2 separate regions of the Gossypium hirsutum genome follow, and region 2 is linked to region 1. A link is a contact called in public Hi-C data. All regions are on one chromosome and are shown on one strand. Each heading gives the region's core, a stretch centred on a gene start, on an enhancer-like site or on the middle of the called end of the contact. The rest is flanking DNA. Distances are from core to core; before and after follow the strand shown. Region 1 holds the start of LOC107901349 (ubiquitin-like domain-containing protein CIP73). Region 2 holds the start of LOC107901346 (protein S-acyltransferase 24).

Region 1 (4,765 bases), core at 1,179-3,678:
AAGTGCTTCAGTTTGGTTTGGTTTTGGACTCCACTAATCCTTTGAAAACATCAAAAGATACATCACATCTTCACTAGATAAAGGTTCATAAGGAAGCACTTCAGTTTGGTTTTGTTTTGGACTCAGCTGATCCCTTGAAAGCATAAAAGGTGCATCGCAGCATCTTCACTAAATAGATCACGAGGAAGTGCTTCAACTTGGTTTTGTTTTGGACTCAAATGATCCTTTGAAAGTACTAAAAAACACATTTCAACATTTTCACTAGATAAGGATTCATGAGAAAGAGCAGAGAGGAGAACTGAACTTACAAAGTCATATGGTGAGCCCACCATGTTCATACAAAGACATTTAGATCTTCCTCAGTTAGGTTTTTGGGAGACTAAGCCTCGCTAGACGGTTCATGTTTGAAAGGTTCATGTTTGGAAGGACAACTAAGTGAAGAAAAGGCTGGTTTGAAGATCTAAATGAAGAAAGGTTCATGTGACGAAAACTAGGAGAAGATGATCTCAATTAAGTTCACCATTCCTCTTAAACTCAGCTTACCATCTTCTTCTTCAAACCTACCTCTTTCTTCACTTAGTTGTCCTTCATAAACTTTCTAATGAGGCTGAGTCCCGCAAGAACACAACTAGGAGAAGATCTAAATGTCTTCATAAGTTCTTGTTGAACATGATGAGCTCATCATATGACTCTATAACTTCACTTCTCCTCTTTGCACTCCCTCATCAACCTTTATTTATATCTAGTGAAGATGCTGCAATCTGTCTTTTAATGCTTTCAAGGGATCAATGGAGTCCAAAACAAAACTAAACTGAAGCCCTTCCTCATGAACCTTTATCTAGTGATGATGCTGCAATTTGTCATGCTTAAAAGAGATCAATGGAGTCCAAAACAAAACCGAACTGAAGGACTATCTCAAAAACCTTAATCTAGTGAAGATGTTACAATGTGTCTTTAATACTTTCAGAGGATAGCGGAGATGTTACAATGCGTCTTTAATACTTTCAGGAGATCAGCAGACTCCAAAACCAAACCAAATTCCTCTTTGGCAGAATTCTTCCACCCCCTATAGAATATTATTCAGTACTTCTTCCACCCCTTATCTGTGTAAGGCTGAAGTGAACTAGCATTTGGAAAATTTCTTTTAGGTCCCAATGAGAGGGACTTGCTGCAAAAGAAAAAATAGCAGCAATAAATACAATGGAACAACTTTACACCTGAGAAAATCAATAAAATCTGGTAGCCACTTTACAAATCAGCATGAATATTGAAAAGAAAATGGATACGATATGCAGAAAGGAGCTGATCATCTTTTAGAACTTTTCCACGACAGATTAGCCGTTGTTGCTCTGACAACACACCAGTTACAGAAGCAATCTGTTCTTTTAGTGCAGGAACTGGCATCTGTAAAGTATACAGAGACAATGAACAAAAATGCAAAGCACAACGGTTAAAGAATTAACCGTATAAAATTTAGAACAAATATGCTAGTATAAGTGGCAAGTCAATCAGAAGGAAGTTAAAAGGTTAAAGATTAGAAAACCTCAACTACCCATGAAAAATCATGGTAACCATAGGAAGCTATCATATCAAAGTTTTTGTGAACTGCTACTAGCAAAATTAGACAACATTTTTACATTAACAATTCAAATTCTTCAAGAAATGAAGAAAAGATTCTATGCAAAGTCCAAGATTTGTCACAAAATATTAAAAAAAAAAAGGTGCTGGACAGAAAAACTTGTAAGTAAATATGCATTAACCAATTGTAATTGGTGAACTGAACAACATCTTACAACAGCACAATATCAGACCTTGGGTTAATTCATGACAAAACAAACTGAGAGTAACTTACCTGTTTATCCACTCTCAAAGTATAAGTCTGAGAGTCCAATGTTTTTATTTTTATTTCTATCGTGGCCTCAGAACCTTCCATTTCTGTATCACTGGGGACTTTATGAGCACTGGTGCTTCCCATTTTCCTCTGACCACACAAAAACCCGTAATCGAGGAAAACAATGAACCTTCAAAGGAGGCAAAAAATAATGTTTTATGTTTAATTGAACAAAAGAAAATTTCATAAGTACTGATTAAGCATTCATTAGAAATAAAAGAAACAAATTAGCACGTCAAAAGTCAATCGCGCTACTAAATTTTCGCATTACTTTCCCCATGAATAACAAGCATATGACCTTCGTTACCTGGACTCGGCAATTTGGGGTGCAGTACCCGTGTCGATACGATCCGACACGGGATACAGGTCAGATCCGGCAGAAACCAGCGGACACGGCGGTGGGTGAGAACTGAGATGAGAAGAGAAGGAAAAAAAAAACTGATTTGCAGAGACGAGAGAGAGAGAGAAGAGGGACGATGGTAGGAGGAAGATGATGATAGACGAAAGAGAAATAAATGAACAAAAAAATAAGGTGTAATAAAAGCTGAACCCTATATTTATATTTATATTTATATTTATATTTATATTTATATTTATATTTATATTTATATTATCTTAAATATTTAATTAAATAATCAAAATTATGAATTTTATAATAAATAAAAAAATTAATTATATAATTTACCAATTTGATTTATCTTAAATATCTATTTATATAGGATAAATTATAAAAATAACAATTTATGATTATTTTTTTTCGATTGAACTATAAAAGTTTATACACTAAACGTTATCGAATTATAATATTTTGTTTATTCATCTCTTAATAGTTATTATGGTCTTAAAAGAACATGACAAGTTAACTTAAAAGTTTATATCTAATTTGACATGCTAAGTTAATTCAATAGTTAATATCTAATTTAACTTATGAACTATAGTTAAATATTTAATTTGATACTTTTTCAAATTTTTAATCTATAATTATGAAAAAAAATTAAAAGATCTAAAATATAAAAAAAATTCTTTAAAAATTCATAAAGTGTTGGTAATGCAAAAGAATATTTTCGATTGCGGAAAATTCTCTAACTGTTACAAAAAATATTTTCAAAATATGTTTGTTGAGAAAAATCCTCTATTATTCTTGAAAACTAACACTTTTATTTTACCATTTTACCCTTTAGAAAACTGTATAAATAGGAGGTTATTATCCTCATTTTTCAAAGAACACAACAAAAGAAAAATAGCTTCTTTCTAGTCTCTAAATTTTGATGTTCTGCGAAATTACACGGGAGGAAAATTTTGTCTAGAAGATTGGGTTTTAAGCAGGATCGTTTGTAACCCCTCCAATCTTTCCTAGGAATTGAACCTAGTGAGATTTTGTCGGTTTTCTTCTAGTTTATTTTTCGACCAGATTTCCAACCAATTGCTTTGTTTTTCGGTTTCGATTCCTTTTAAGAAGAGTAATGCATGCCTTCTTTATTTGGGTGTACGAATATTGAAGTACTATGATAACCTTAGGGGGCGATGTCCACTACACTAACCTTGTGGGGATGGCCAATGTGTCTGAATTTTCCATGTTGAGAACTTTTATGTTGTTGTCACAAGGGATGGTTGGCATAAACCACATCTAGAGGGATGCATCCAACGGGATGCCACAAGAGTACAGTTGGTGCCTATAACACCCCTAACCCATCTCTGTCTCCGGATTTGGGTTATGGAGTATTATGACACATATAAACTCAAATAACATCATTAAACCATTCAAACATTAATTTAAATATCAATATTCAATCCACATATTAAACATAGCATAAATACACACTTATAGGCCTTAAATTGAGCTTACGAGACTTTAAAAATAGTTTGAAAACAATCAGGGACTAATTTGAAATAAAGTAGAAAAATATGAAAAAATTTTAAAAATTTTGGAAATAGGGGTCACACGACCATGTGATAGAGCCCAAACCGTGTGGCTTAGAAACATGGTCGTGTGGCCAAGCCATGTACAATTCGAAATTTGGGCCACATGACTGTGTCACAGCCTGTGTACAAATTGAAATAATGTCACACGGTCGTATCGCAAGGCGTGTGAGTATTCAAAATAAGGTCACAAGGCTGTGTCTTTAGGCCGTGTAACAGCTTGATGTTATATGAAAAATCTTGTACTTAAAATCAAGATGACACACGATCATGTGGTGTAACCATATGTGGTACACGGTCGTGTGACAGCTCATGTCCCAAGCCGTGTACACCTTAAGTCACTTCCTAAACAAGGCAAAACTTTTCACTCAAACCTTAAGTACCAAGGCAAACCAAAAATAATCATTTTCATACCTTTAAAACACATTCAAACATACTCAAAACATACCAACACATTCAACCTATGTGCCTAACCAATATACCCTCATTGACACCACAATTCAATTATCAAACCAAATCCACATTACAAACCAAACAACTTGCATTCAAATATCACAATTCCATACATTAAACATATGCTAAACCTACCAATCCAATCAATCCATTCACATCCTAATTTACCATATTTCAAACACTCCCATGAGGCATGTACCAAATAACCAAAGACATTTATAAAAGTCTGTACAAACCAAAACCAAAGGCATATACACAAGTAAGCTAAAATCCAACTTAAATGACATCACACAAGTACAATATGTACCACTTGTAATAAGTATCTCAATCATACACAAGACACACCTATTAGATGCTATATGATCCAAATATGAACATGTCAAAAATTACCGGTAAATATATAGATAGTGTGATCTTCAGCTTGATCCGATCACCCGACTCCATAAAATGTTATCTATAAAGAAACAAGAAAAAGTGACATGAGTAGGCTTCCATAGAGCT
Region 2 (4,765 bases), core at 1,592-4,091, 250 kb after region 1:
TGACTAAAGGTGTCTCTTATGCTCTCACCATTCAAGCCTGTAACAACTCGTTTTTCAGTGACATCGAAAATAGTGATTTCGGGATCAAAATTTCGACGAGTGAGATCATAGACATTTGTAATTTATGTTTATGAGTTAAATATAGATTATGGTGAATTTTGATTTGGTAGATTTTATTAATTGGTTAGTTAGTCAAGGTACAAGTGGTGTGTACCGAAAGTCAGTAGTTTCAGAATATGAGGTATCGGGATCTAATTTCCATAAATCATGCCTGTAAATAATATTATTAAATATTTACATAGTTGTTTTATAGGTGAATTGAATTTCAGTCTGGTAATTTTATTAATTGAAAGATCAATTAAAGTACAAGGACTAATCGTAAAAACTACAAAAAAAATTAATCATCATTGATTGTTATTAGCTCAAATGCTTAATTAACCGTTGTTAAAGAACCTAAGGGATAATTAAATCATTTTAATTAATTGTGGACAGTTTACATATGCATTTTAGATTTAATTATATGTTGATTAAGGTTAAAAAAATAAATAACAAAAGGTTAAAAAAATAAAAACATCAAAATATCTCATCATTTTATTCCACTATCGAATTAGAAACCAAAAACACTAAAAAAAACTCTATTTTTTAACAGCCAAGGTTTGGCCAAGCTTGGTAACCTTGCATGGTAAGCTTTTCCAATTTCGTTTTTAATAATTTTTTATGTTTTTGATATCGTTGTAACTAAGTCTAGTTAACTTGTATTTCTGTTTTCAAAACTATTAAAGATTTATAAAGTTTTCATTGACGAAAATTGAAGTTTTTGATGTTTAATAGTTTGATTATAAGCTTAGATATGTTTAAAGACTAATTTGTTAACTAAATTTTGTTAGTTTTGTGTATAATGACCGAATTATAATAATGTAAAATTTGTCATGAAATTTTTGTAATTATTGAATTTAGAGTGTTGTATGGGGATGAAATTGAAATCAAAATGAAAAATGGTGCCTAAATGCGAAAATTATGATAGTTTTGGTTTTAGGGACTAAATTAAATAAAATATAAAATTTTAGGGGCATTCAAAAAATAAAATTAAATTGATGTATGCTTATAATATGATGAAATAAGATGTTTGGAATTGATAAATTGAATTGAACTATTAAATAGATCAAAAATTGGACTAAATTGAAGAAAATTAGGGAAATGACAAAAATTGCTTTTTAGTCCTTAGTGACTTGTTTTGTTGCTGATTTGATTAGGTAAGTTCTCATAATATAATTTTAATTAATTTTTTGGTTTTTGATTTTTGATTTTTGATTTTGTATTTGTTTGATAATAGTTTGAATTGTGCACAATTTGGTACAACGGGTGAGTTATGAACTAAAACATAGAAAAATGATAAGCTAAAGGTTAAAACTAAAATGATGAATTGATATCTGAAATAAAAATGAATTGATAATTGATTATAATTGATTGAATTGTGCTAGTGTGAAATTGATCGATTGTTTACGGTAAGGACTAAATTGAATTGATTCGAGATTATTGTATATTGATGTAAATGCAAAATGGATTTTGTATTGAGAAGAATTATGTTGGTATATTGATATGTTTTGATGAATTACTATTGATCATATATAATTGAATTGATAAATTGGCTTATAATGGAAATTGAAGATGGTTACCCTATTAACTATCCGGGTAGAGTCAGATATAGTTGGCATGCCATACGATAGGAAGAATTCAGGGTTACATCGATTAAGAGTCGATGAGGCATGGTGTGCCAAATTACTTCGGTTATACTGATGAGACATTGGGTGTCAAACTTATTAATGAGCGTTGGGTGCAAACTATTTACTTAAGATTTATCCGATAAGGCACTAGATGCCAAACTAGTGTGTTAGTTAGATTCATGTATCCGTCCAAGTTCGAGTCGAGTTATTAGGGGGAATAAATGGTAAAAACGGGATAAATATAATTGAAACAATGATGATAGAGTCCTCGCAATCATGAAATTGAAAATCTGAAATGAAAAGTGTTATTTGATAATTAAGATTATAAATAGATATGAAATAGAAAGTAATGTGATATTTGATTTGTGAGATATAAGCTAAATTGCTAATTTTGATATGGTAATACAAAGTTGATTAATGATGTATATATGAATATCGATAGTATTGAATGCTCATACGTATCGGATATACGAGCCGAAGGGCCAATATGGAAATGTGATAAATCTATGAATTTGATGTAAAATTCGAACAATAAAATGGAATAATGACAGCCATTATATTGAAATTGGATGTATTGTTGACAACAAAATGAAATGATACGATATAACCTTTAGATTGATTAATTGAAGCTTGAATACATTGATACATGTGTACTATTGAGACTTTTAGTTGTATTTGTGAATTGGAATGTTGTGAATGATATTGAGTTGTTGATTTTCATGTGATTGGTATTAAAATTATTTGAAATGCTAAATGTTTAGATTATTATATGAATTGGTTACGGGATGAACTCACATTGTTGATATAGGGTTGTCGAATTTAGACAAAATCATCAAATTGAATAACTTGTTGTTTAAATTCATAAAATGAGGTAAGTTGTTTTAATAATTGTGAACTTACTAAGCATATGTAATGCTTACTCCTTTGTTTCTCTTTTCCCTGTAAAATTGTCTACTTGCGGAATATGTCAAGTGGATCGTTAAGAAACTTACACTATCATATTGTTAAATTGGTAAATCTTCTACTCGTTTAAAACTCGATTTTGTGACATCTATTTAAGTGATTTGTTTTTGGACGATCTTGAATGTGAATTATATTTTGGTCGGTTTTGTGCAAATATTTCAAATTACATTTATTTCTTTTTGTTAAACCGGAAGACAACACACCTTCTCAAAATTCCTACGAGTTATTGCTTAGGCAAAGTGGCCTTGGCACTTGTCCTGTGCCTTGGCTTCGGCATCATCAGTCAACCCGGCACGGACGCCAAAGCGAAACACCCTCCAATCCCATCTCCTCTCTTCCTTCTTCCCTCCAAATACCCTAAATGCTGCCCCCCCACATTTTTATTTGAAACCGAATTATTGAAAAACAAAGTCAACCCCAGATCATTAAAAAGGAAAAAAAATCATTGGTCTTTCTCGATTGTTGGGTCTTTGAGATATGTCGTCGGAGATCGAGGTGGTGGAGGAGACTGTACCTTTGAAGCAATTGAGTGGCGCTGTAGCGAATGGAAATGAATATGGGGGAGGGCATCATGGGGTTGTTGGTGATGTTGCTGATGATGAGAGCTTGAAGAACGATGTCTATACCGCTGCTGCTTATGGGGATTTGGAGAAACTTCAGAGGTTGGTTGAGTCCGAGGGTTGCTCTCTTTCCGAGCCTGATGGCCTTGGTTACTATGCCCTCCAGTGGGCTGCTTTGAATAATAGAACCGCAGCTGCTCAGTACATCATCGAGGTTTTATTTATTTTTGTTTGGTTATTTTTATGGATTTAATGAATTGCCTTTCCTGTCAAAGTTGGGAGTTTTGTTTCTGAAATTTTGAGTTTGGGATTTATTGAACTGTTTTTATTTGGTAGCCAATTCATGGAATTTTTTTTTCTAAACATTTATTGAATTGGGGTTTAATGGGCTTAGTGAGCTCCATTTTTGGGAATGCATGCTTTTGAGTCATGGAAATGACTTTTGAAGTTGTTTGAATTTTAATTTTTAGTTATGACATGTGTTTAAGGGTGAATTTGGATGGGCGGTGCATTTAACTGTGAGTGAATTTGGATGGGCGGTGCGTTTATCTGTGAGTGTAAAAATAGCGGTGGCGGTGAGATTCGATACTGTAGTGTGAGACAAAAAGTAACCTCAACGCACCGCACCGCACCCAATCGCCTATCCAAACCCTCCAAACCCACCCTAAGTTTTCATTGGATAAATTCAGTTTAATTGAGCAGATTTTGGGTTGTCTTGATATGCTAGCATGGTGGAGATGTGCATGCGGTGGATCATAATGGACAGACAGCCTTGCACTGGAGTGCAGTCCGTGGTGCAGTACAGGTTGCTGAGGTTTTACTCCAAGAGGGTGCTCGTGTTGATGCTGCTGAGATCTATGGTTACCAGGTTAGCATTTTCTTCAATGCGGTGCCCTGTATTATATTCTTTCTTATTCAAGAAATTGGCATGGCTCCCCATAATATGGATTTGGGACGATGAAAGCAATGTAAATTATTGTTAAAACAAAGCTAGCTGTTTTAGACATTCTTCTCTGCTGAAGTTGGTTTCAATCTGCATGGGAACTCAGCAGTATGTGGTTTCAATAAAACGAGTACATCATATTGATATTTTGAGGCTTAATTTAAAGAAGATATGTTTTTGCTATGCATTTTGGTTAAACCTTATATACTTGCTGGAGACAATATTCACTCACTTATATTCTTATTTGTCTGGGACCTCAAGGACGCCTAAAAGCATAGCATGTCATGCTTTCTTGTTTGCTCTGGGTTGCTAACATGCTAGATCCCCTTATATTTTCCCTAGTCCTTGTCCCTGTAATTTTATCCTTTAGGTATCATCTAACATTATGTGCAATTATTTATAGTTGTTACTTTTTCTTTTTTTTCACTTTTTTTAAAAAAGAAATTTGCTAGAAGTGTAGAACATGAGGCTGGTTTCTATTTCTTAATTAATACTGAAAACTTTATGCTATTTGTGTTTTACAATTTAATTGTATGACAATAGCCAAATTGATATATTGCTTGCTTTTAATTCTA

Evidence for each region. A called contact is a pair of places that touch in the nucleus more often than the background predicts.
Region 2: a contact with region 1 is called in a Hi-C map of petal, with 3 times the contacts expected there. The contact joins the promoter of LOC107901346 here to the promoter of LOC107901349 in region 1. A contact is called at or near these places in 4 of 34 Hi-C or Micro-C datasets (callus, leaf and petal).

Annotation. Positions count from the first base shown.
Region 1 is chrD06:7,551,531-7,556,295 of Gossypium_hirsutum_v2.1, forward strand. LOC107901349 (ubiquitin-like domain-containing protein CIP73) reads right to left here and starts at 2,429. Exons shown (of 16, transcript XM_016827307.2): 1 at 2,199-2,429; 2 at 1,853-2,021; 3 at 1,287-1,404. The coding sequence starts at 1,975.
Region 2 is chrD06:7,798,686-7,803,450 of Gossypium_hirsutum_v2.1, forward strand. LOC107901346 (protein S-acyltransferase 24) reads left to right here and starts at 2,842. Exons shown (of 13, transcript XM_016827302.2): 1 at 2,842-3,461; 2 at 3,975-4,115. The coding sequence starts at 3,165.